3 separate regions of the Mus musculus genome follow, and regions 1 and 3 are each linked to region 2. The links are chromatin contacts, called in public Hi-C and HiChIP or PLAC-seq maps. All regions are on one chromosome and are shown on one strand. The core of a region is the stretch at or near the end of the contact, and the rest is flanking DNA. Distances in the headings are between cores, read along the strand shown.

Region 1 (2,700 bases), core at 137-2,636, 160 kb before region 2:
GGATCCAGTCTGGCCTGGAACTCACTATGGAGCTCAGACTGATCTCAAACTTGAAGTACTCCTTCCTTAGAGATTACATATAGCTACATATGTAATTCCTGGGATTACATACACCTGTGGTCACTACACCTAGCTAAGGTCACCACCATCGATGCCAAGATCAGCATTATGTTCTAGTCCAAGGAAGCCATCCTAGTTCTAAGAAAAAATGGTTTAACTAAATTTTTACTTTTTACTATGCCAATTTACACTGAAAAAAGAAAAAGAAAAAGAAAAACTTCACCATTAGGTGGTTCAAGATCAAATGTAAAGGAGATAGCCTATCCTGTGATATTTAAATTTATCTGCATGTACACACAGAGGCAGTCATACATATTTTTATAAAGTCTTCCAAAGTTTTGGGAGTAGATAAGAACATGGATTCTACAACTAGAATTTATGTTTGGCTTCATAGATCAACTTGAGATAAAGGGTTGGAGTGACTTACACAGAAGAAGTGATAAATTGTTCCACTATTTTGGATGCTTGGGAGGAAAATGGCCTGCCCAGAGAGCAAGCTGAGTAGGTAGCACTTCCTTATCTCTGTATTTACACAGACAGGCTGAAGAATAATGGGTCAATCTGGTTTAAGGGCAAATGAAAACGAGAGAAGAAAGAGCAGAAGAGAGAGGAGAGGCACTGTGCTTTTAATTGGTTTATAACCGTGAAGCCGGTTACAACCCAAACATGGACTTGTGGAGATTTCCATAATAGGATTTCACATGATAGGTAGCTCATAAATCTTTATTATAGAGGCTGCAATGATGTTAATTTAGGCAGGAATATTATATTATTCTATGTACTACATAGTAGCCATTTTTCAAATATTAATAACTTGACTCCTTTAGATTAGAAAAATACCTCAAAATGATCTGACTTCAGATGATAAATTTCTAGCCCAAAAGTTATTCTGGAGAACAAACCACTCTTTCCAGAATAAATGGACAAAGTTTTTACTGCCAGTTTTTTTTTTTTTAAATTCCTTTACCTAATATTTTCTCTACTTGGGATCAACATAAACTTTTCAGCTTCACGTTTTCATCAATCTCTTTTGAACAGAATTCCCACTCTTTCCTTATAAGGCTAGCTGGCTTAAACAGGGGCATCTCAAGGAGCCCTCAGAAGAACTATTCCCACAGGGATCCTGGTCCCATCTCCCACGCTCTGAACCAACAGCAGAATGAGGAAAATTTCACATTCCTAACAAGAGAAAACTATGGGAAAGCCTTTTTAAAATGCTGCCAATTTGGGCAGATTCTGTGTTTGTCTACAGTCTCTCCAACTGAAGAACTGAGGGACTGCACCCCAGAGACACTAGAGGGAGCTACAATATCAGCATCCAAGCACAGAACACATTGCAGCAGAACAAAATCTAGCTGCTGAATGTGGGAAAAATATACCATGGTCTGTCTGTCTGTCTGCCTGCCTGCCTGTCTGTCTCTGTCTCTGAATCATCAGCGTTAGCGATGCCGAGTTCACTCAGTAAAGGGAGCACCAGATGAGAAGAGTAGAAGCTGGCTAGGAGTCCTCCCTGGGTGCAGGGGTTTCATGCTCACCAGCTCACCGGGCATGTCAGCTTGATCCCTCCTCCCAAGAAGGATCAGGGGACCATTACAATGGGTAGCTAGCTGATCTCTACACGACATAATGTACAGTTGCAAAAGCAGGGGCTTGAAGGGAAAATGGGTACATATTTGAGTTGGCAAAATACACACGGGAGGAGCAGTATCTTGTTGCTATTAACTAAGCAGACCAGCATGGCTGATGCTTCTACAGCACTGGCCACCGCTTGTCGGATGAAAGCCATCTGACAAGATTTCCAAATACAGGGTGGGGACACTTTAACCACTGACGAGTTATCTGCTGGGAAATGGAAAAACAAAAAAACAAAGCCAGAATCAGGGTCAGATTACCCTCTCTCAAGACCTTCTAAAACCCGGGTCAAACACACAATATGTACACAGCCTGGTCCCAGCAGGGGATCTGAGCTGGACAATGGCTCCTCACACACAATCTGAAAAGTTTAATTCCAAACATTCATTTCGTTCAGGGGCTCATTTTATGTGTTGCTCATGGCAACTGCTCTGCATACCTTTGAGGCAAATTTGTCATTATAAAGCATTTATGTTTGTAATAAGAATGTCAACCCAGACAGCTAACTTGTATAAAGTAGACTGTAGGGGGCCATGACTGCAAAGCCACAGTATGAGCAGCTGGGAAGGAAAAGACAGCACACGGCTATCATTACTGACCCTTCCAGAATGCCCTCACTGTCTGCTACCTGTAAAGTAGACCTTCCAGCCTGCTGCCCTTTGAATTTAAGATAAGAAACAGAGACAAGGGGGATGGGAGTGGCATGAGTATGATATGTAAGCTGGTCACTTACTATCTCTTGATTCTTTGTCCCAAAGGTGGCTTGAACTGCTAGTGTTCACTCGACATTCTGTTCCACTGCTGACCACATACCTGCATTTGTAAACCACATTTATGTCTCTGACTCTCACACTGTAAACACTGGCTGAATAATTTGTGTTGCCTTATCCTGTGAATTCCTAATATCCAGTACAATCAAACCTGAGCCCTTTGCACCCTCACTCTCTGGCCTTCTCTGTTCCTGGTGAATGGCTCCATTACCTGGCTCTGTTTCCTGTTTTCCAACAT
Region 2 (2,749 bases), core at 40-2,539:
ACGAGCTTGCCTCCAACTCAGGTTTCTCTTGCTTCAGCCCCCAGAGTGTTAGAACTACAGGACAAGCCATCTGCCTCAAATTTGGACATATTAAGAACACTATCCACCCATTTTCCTGATAGAATAGTGGTTTTCAACCTTCCTAATGCTGCAAGCATTTAATGCATTTCCTCATCTTGTAGTGACATCCATCCATAAAATTATTTCCTTGGTACTTTATAGTTGTAATTTTGATACAGTTATTAATCACAATGTAAGTATCTGATATGTAGGATATCTGATAAGTGACCCCTGTGAAAAGATCATTTGAACACACACACACACACACACACATATACACAAAGGGGTTGTGACCCACAGGTTGAGAACCACTGTGCTAGAGCAAGCCTACTTGGCTTATAAGTATATATAATAAGGAGCTCTATGCCTTAAAAACAAACTATACCTATTACAAACATTAGCTTGGGGATTAATTAGAACAAGGTACAATGACATATATGTATGAATCACCAGGGTACAACCTATTATATTGTTATGCTGATTTTAAAACTTAATAAAAATTTAAAAACAAAGAACTAGCTCATCTTACTTGAAAGACATTTTTTTACAGCACTAAGGGATTCTCAAATATACACTCTATGTTATATAACATTAACAAGACATTTTAATGGTGTTGTAATGTTAAAATTTCTAAGTTATGCTATCAAATGCATACATTTTTCTATAATACCATTTTTTTAGACACTAACCATTACTGAGAACAAGCGGGGGGTGGGGGGCAGGAATGGAGATCAAAGCTTGCTTTAGCTAAGGTACAATAGGTCTTCACCTAAGCTATATATTTATAAAAATGAAAAATGACTGGCATCATACCTCTAGCATGTGGGTAGCTCGGTAATCTCCCTCACGTTTCCCTCATAGGAAAATGAGGCACCACCCCCCACCACACTACACTCCTTGCAATTATTAAATGAAACAAAACAGGTGAAAATTAATGGAACCTTGGCTTACCATCTGACAACCATGTGCAACAGCAAGTGATGGTAAGCAGAAGATAAAAGGAAATATAATCCTACGTTCTAAGTTATAAGAACTGAACACAATGTTAATGGGGCTAGGCCAGCCACGAGATAAAAGGCTGGCAGAGAAGGAGCCAAGAGTTTGCTTCAGCTCTGAGTCTGGAGTCACGGTTATACAGCACTTTATCATGTACACACAAACTGGTCTTCACAATAAGACTGACTCAGGAGGACAGGAAGTCACCAATGTCAGCTTGCCGGACTGGAATCATGACTAAAACCTATGACACATCCTCCTACCTCCTGAACCAGTGACTGAAAGCCTTTCTTACACATAACTGAGTAGACAAAGAAATGTGCTTCAGCAAGCAGTTGTTTATTCAATCAATAATCGAGTCACATTCCAGGATACAGTCCCATGCTGTGTTTAGCAGAATCAATCAGCTTCTTGATACAAAAATGTTCATTATAAGTAAGAATAAATTACCAAGCTAAGTGGTGATGGCACATGCCTTTAATCCCAGTACTCTGGAAGCAGAGGCAAGCAGATCTAGTCTACAGAGTGAGTTTCAGACAGCCCAGGCAATACAGAAAACCCTATCTTGAAAAAAAGAATCACATCCCCCCCACACAAAAAAAAGAATAATTTTCCTAAGACAAGTATTTTAAGAACATTTCCCAAACCAAAACTTTAATTAATAATAGCTTAGGACAAGGCAGACAATCATTTTTATTGTGTTTATTCACAGACTTCAATCTTATAGCTGGGTACTGAGTTTCTGGGTATTTTATCATAATCAAAGAGTTTACCGTTTCCAGCATTAATGGCTCTACTATTCATATACTTTGTTCCTTAATCAACTCTTTAAATTGCCCTTCCATTACTTCATACTCAGAGTTTAAGCTAATCCTTCTGTAAATAGGTCAATCAGTTCCTGTATTTAGTCAAGATGATTTACATTCACACAACAATTATTTTATAAAAATGGCATTATTAGGCAGCTGGGAAATTGATTAAAAGAAAATCTGGAGGCCAGCCAATTGAGTAGTAGAGCACTTTAGTCACATTTTATCAGATGTGTCTAAATGTCACTAAGAAAACAGACGTCTGCTTGGTATTTGTGTGCAAAGTTATACAGGGAGAAGAGTACCTCCCTGCAAAAGCAAGGCTTGGTAGGAAGAAAAGGTGAGCAGAGGTCACAAGAGATGTCCCACAGGTGATGTGAGAGATTTGAATGTAATCTCCAAGAAAAGATGACAGACTGAAAGGTTCTGGGTACAAGTATGAAAACCACGCCAACTTATGGAAGTCTTTCTGGACATACAACAAAAAGATAGATAGACTAAAAAGACTAAGAGCTTAGAACAATGAAACCTGGCAGACCTACTGAAAGATTCTCAGCCCACTACTTCCTTTGGATGACAGAAGTAGGACTTGGACTTCGATGGCCACATCTCTTCCTAAGTAGTGAGCAGTACTGAGCACCCAAAGGAAGTGCTACTGAGTCTGACTCCTAGAGATTACTCTCCACCCATAATGCCCTAGGTCCACTTACAAGACAGTATATGACCCACTAGGACTAAAGGGGAGATGAATGGCAGGTACTGAAGCATGGTAAGGGGCTGTGCAGACAGCCCTGACATTTGTCCACAGGATACTTGCTCTTCCCAAAAGACTGCACTATAGCTAGTAGGCTGCAGCATCTGAAGGGAACTGCAGGGGAGATGCC
Region 3 (2,853 bases), core at 106-2,605, 180 kb after region 2:
CTATACCATAACATACACACACACACACACACACACACTACATACCACCCTCCCACAACCCCTCACACCACAACACTCACACAAATATCATACACACACACACACCATACCATACCACCCCTCTGCACAAAATGCCATACCCCTTCCCTACCACCACCCCACACATGTACCCCATATACCATACCCCTCCCTCCTCATCATACACACACACACACACACACACACACACACACACACACACACTTCTTCTTTTTCTTTTTCTTTTTTTCTTTTCTTTTTTGGTTTTTCGAGACAAGATTTTTCTGTATAGCCCTGGCTGTCATGGAACTCACTCTGTAGACCAGGCTGGCCTCGAACTCAGAAATCTGCCTGCCTCTCCTCCCAAGTGCTGGGATTAAAGGCATGCACTACCACTGCCTGGCTAGACACACATGAGAATGCATACACATACCACGCACTACCCTCCCACAACCCCTCACATAACAACACCCCCCAAAATACCATACACACACACACACACACACACACACACACACACACCACACCACTCCCCCACCATATACCATACTCTTTCCCTATCACCACACCACACCACACACATACCCCATGTAGCATAACCCTCCTTTACCACACCAACCGCCCCCCACAACACACACACCCTACGCGTGTCCCACCCTCTTCCTGGGTTCCTGGCTGTGTGCTCCCCCTTTCACCCCCAAGCCTGCCGGGCTTGGATCTGCTGCCCTCCTCAGCATCTGGTTCCTCCTCAGGATGTAATGCTGTTGCCCCTAGCAACCGAGTTTCAGCCTGATCCTCTTCCCTCCTCCCTCTTTCTGGACCTCTGCTTTCTTCCTCCCTTCCCCCAACCTCAGAGCCAGTGCCCAGACCCAGAACTCTCCCAGAAGATCATGTGCCAGCTTAGTGACCAGCGAAGCTCTCTGATCTTCCCAGTTTGCTAAGCAACTGATGACCACGGTCAGTACTCTACCTGCCTGGCTGACTTGGAACTAAGGTAGCTGAAGACTAGTGCTGGAGGCACGAGGGGTGTCCTAGACTTGCAAGTGGGGCTCTCTGCACACCCAGGCACAGAGTCAGCAACTAGAGAGAAGGCGGTTGACTCCAGAGATAAGAGAGTTCCCCGGCCAGGAGGTATGCAAGAAGAGGCTATCTAATGAGGATGGTGCTGGTATGGCTCAGGGCATTAAGACAGGCAGCCCTCACATGCCTGGCTGTCCCTTTCAGCCATAGTTTTTTGTTTTGGGTTTTTTTTTCTCTTCCTGTCTCCACAGTCCCTTCTTTCTCTACTCTCTCGCCTCCCAGATGAGTCGCAGAGAGGACAGCTTAGGGAGAGGCTCTTGGAGAAAATGACATCATCAACTTCAGGGTAAGCCCAAGGCTGGGAGCAGGGAGACATAGCAGGACATAGCAAGACAGTGGCCACCAGACCCAGCACTTTCCTGCCTCGCTCCTTTCTTTTCCAGACACCCATAGCTACCCTGCTGCCCTGCCCTACTCTCTCCCACTCGGGCCTCCTGAATGGCCTGTGGTGTCCAATCTGCCTGTACCCCTCTCAGCCTCCTCATACTCTTGCCCGGGTCCCTGCACTGCTTCTCCCTCTCCTGCGGGATGCACTGCCCTGCCTTTCACCAGGATTCATCTGAGAGGTGCCTCCTCCAGGAAGCCTCCCTTGACTGTCCAGGTTGCTTGGGGTATGCCTCTGCTGACCTTCTGTCCTAAGCTGTTTGTCAGCTTTCTCATCCTGCCCAGTGGTTACTGTTTGGTTACAAGTTTCTCCTGATGGCCCCCGGAAGGTCTTCTTCAGGCCAGGAATTTTGTGTCCATGTTTATTAACAAATACTAAACAAGACTAGTATAACAACACCCTTCCTCTCTCTGGGTCTGTTTCCCCATCTGGAATGTGAGGGAGACAGGCCAGGGCAGGCTCCTATTGAATAGCCAAAACCAAGCTGTTAGCAGGGTCAGAGACCATCTGACTCAGCTTCCTGTCCAAGTCACAGGACTGAGCAATGGGACCTTGAGCAGTGAGTGACAAACACAGGAGCTATGGGGTCTGGTACAGACTGAGCCAGTCCAGCCCTCGCTCTGGGGTCCCTGGGGCTCTGCTGCCCTCCAGTGGCTGGAGGCCCCTGGGCACTTAGAAGCCTTGGTTTCTGACTATCCCACATACATCTAAAGTATCATAGGGCATATGGTGGGGCAGGGGCATGTCGTTGTCACCCAGAAAGTTAGGAGCAGTTACCAAAGCAGACCTTGGGGATCCCACACCCCAGCACTTCCAGACTCTGAATGGGGCATCGTTGTTTGTCAAGAGTCAAGCCTTGGTGTGGGGGTGGGGGGTCTCCGCACCTGTCACCTCAACTTTGTCATATGGTAGCCTTTCTCTGACAGCCATCGTTCTCAGCACAGACTTCGCTGACCCTTTGTCTAGTGCTCTTCGGCTCCTGCTCAGGGTCCTTCCAGCTTCAGTAAACAGTGTTGGGGGGTTGAAGGGTGCCTTAGTCCCCTCCCTCCTTAATTAATAAAATACTTAAAATAATGGCAGCCGTCATGATTGATGGACAGGGCCTAGCTAATTACCCTGGAGATTAAAATGACTGTTTCTGTTTAAAAAGGCTGCAAATGAGTTAATTATTTCCTTTGCTCACCTCTCTAACCTTGTTACACTTCTAAATGAATAGCAATATTGATCTTGGAACTGATTTTGGTGTTCCACCGCCCGAGCGGGTTTAATTAGGGTTTGAGCACACTGCAGCGCCTCCTCCTTCTGACCGGGGAAATTAGCCTTGGGTTTTACTTACATTTCATAGCCGTGTCCTCCACACAAACAGAAGG

The links. Hi-C and Micro-C count contacts between places; a contact is called where the count stands out from the background. HiChIP or PLAC-seq counts read pairs in DNA pulled down with a chosen protein or histone mark.
Region 1: a Hi-C map of bone marrow-derived macrophages shows a contact between it and region 2, with 29 read pairs. The contact joins two enhancer-like sites. A contact is called at or near these places in 3 of 39 promoter capture datasets (the C10 cell line, cranial neural crest and second pharyngeal arch cranial neural crest), 1 of 15 datasets of contacts at CTCF or cohesin (CD8 T cells), 3 of 484 Hi-C or Micro-C datasets (bone marrow-derived macrophages, cerebellum and cortical neurons), 4 of 115 datasets of contacts at active chromatin or transcription factors (CD8 T cells, the NIH/3T3 cell line, embryonic stem cells and 1 more) and 1 of 9 other capture datasets (embryonic stem cells).
Region 3: a FOXA1 HiChIP or PLAC-seq map of pancreatic cancer cells shows a contact between it and region 2. The contact joins two enhancer-like sites. A contact is called at or near these places in 1 of 15 datasets of contacts at CTCF or cohesin (the NIH/3T3 cell line), 3 of 484 Hi-C or Micro-C datasets (bone marrow-derived macrophages, embryonic fibroblasts and ventricular fibroblasts), 4 of 115 datasets of contacts at active chromatin or transcription factors (cardiomyocytes, double positive thymocytes, embryonic stem cells and 1 more) and 1 of 9 other capture datasets (embryonic stem cells).

Annotation. Positions count from the first base shown.
Region 1 is chr9:56,212,180-56,214,879 of GRCm38.p6, forward strand. All of the region lies in intron 6 of Peak1 (pseudopodium-enriched atypical kinase 1), which reads right to left. Among named protein-coding and RNA genes, the nearest start is that of Peak1os, 28 kb to the right of the region's middle. Within about 2 kb of position 1,387, at least 65 of the 459 cell types and tissues checked have an H3K27ac peak or open chromatin away from gene starts, as enhancers often do. A contact at or near this core is called in the NIH/3T3 cell line and bone marrow-derived macrophages, where this site is marked.
Region 2 is chr9:56,369,637-56,372,385 of GRCm38.p6, forward strand. The region is part of intron 2 of Peak1 (pseudopodium-enriched atypical kinase 1); the gene reads right to left. Among named protein-coding and RNA genes, the nearest start is that of Peak1, 47 kb to the right of the region's middle. Within about 2 kb of position 1,290, at least 66 of the 459 cell types and tissues checked have an H3K27ac peak or open chromatin away from gene starts, as enhancers often do. A contact at or near this core is called in the NIH/3T3 cell line, bone marrow-derived macrophages, embryonic fibroblasts and 1 more, where this site is marked.
Region 3 is chr9:56,550,941-56,553,793 of GRCm38.p6, forward strand. No RefSeq gene overlaps it. Among named protein-coding and RNA genes, the nearest start is that of Gm31529, 28 kb to the right of the region's middle. Within about 2 kb of position 1,356, at least 150 of the 459 cell types and tissues checked have an H3K27ac peak or open chromatin away from gene starts, as enhancers often do. A contact at or near this core is called in the NIH/3T3 cell line, bone marrow-derived macrophages, embryonic fibroblasts and 1 more, where this site is marked.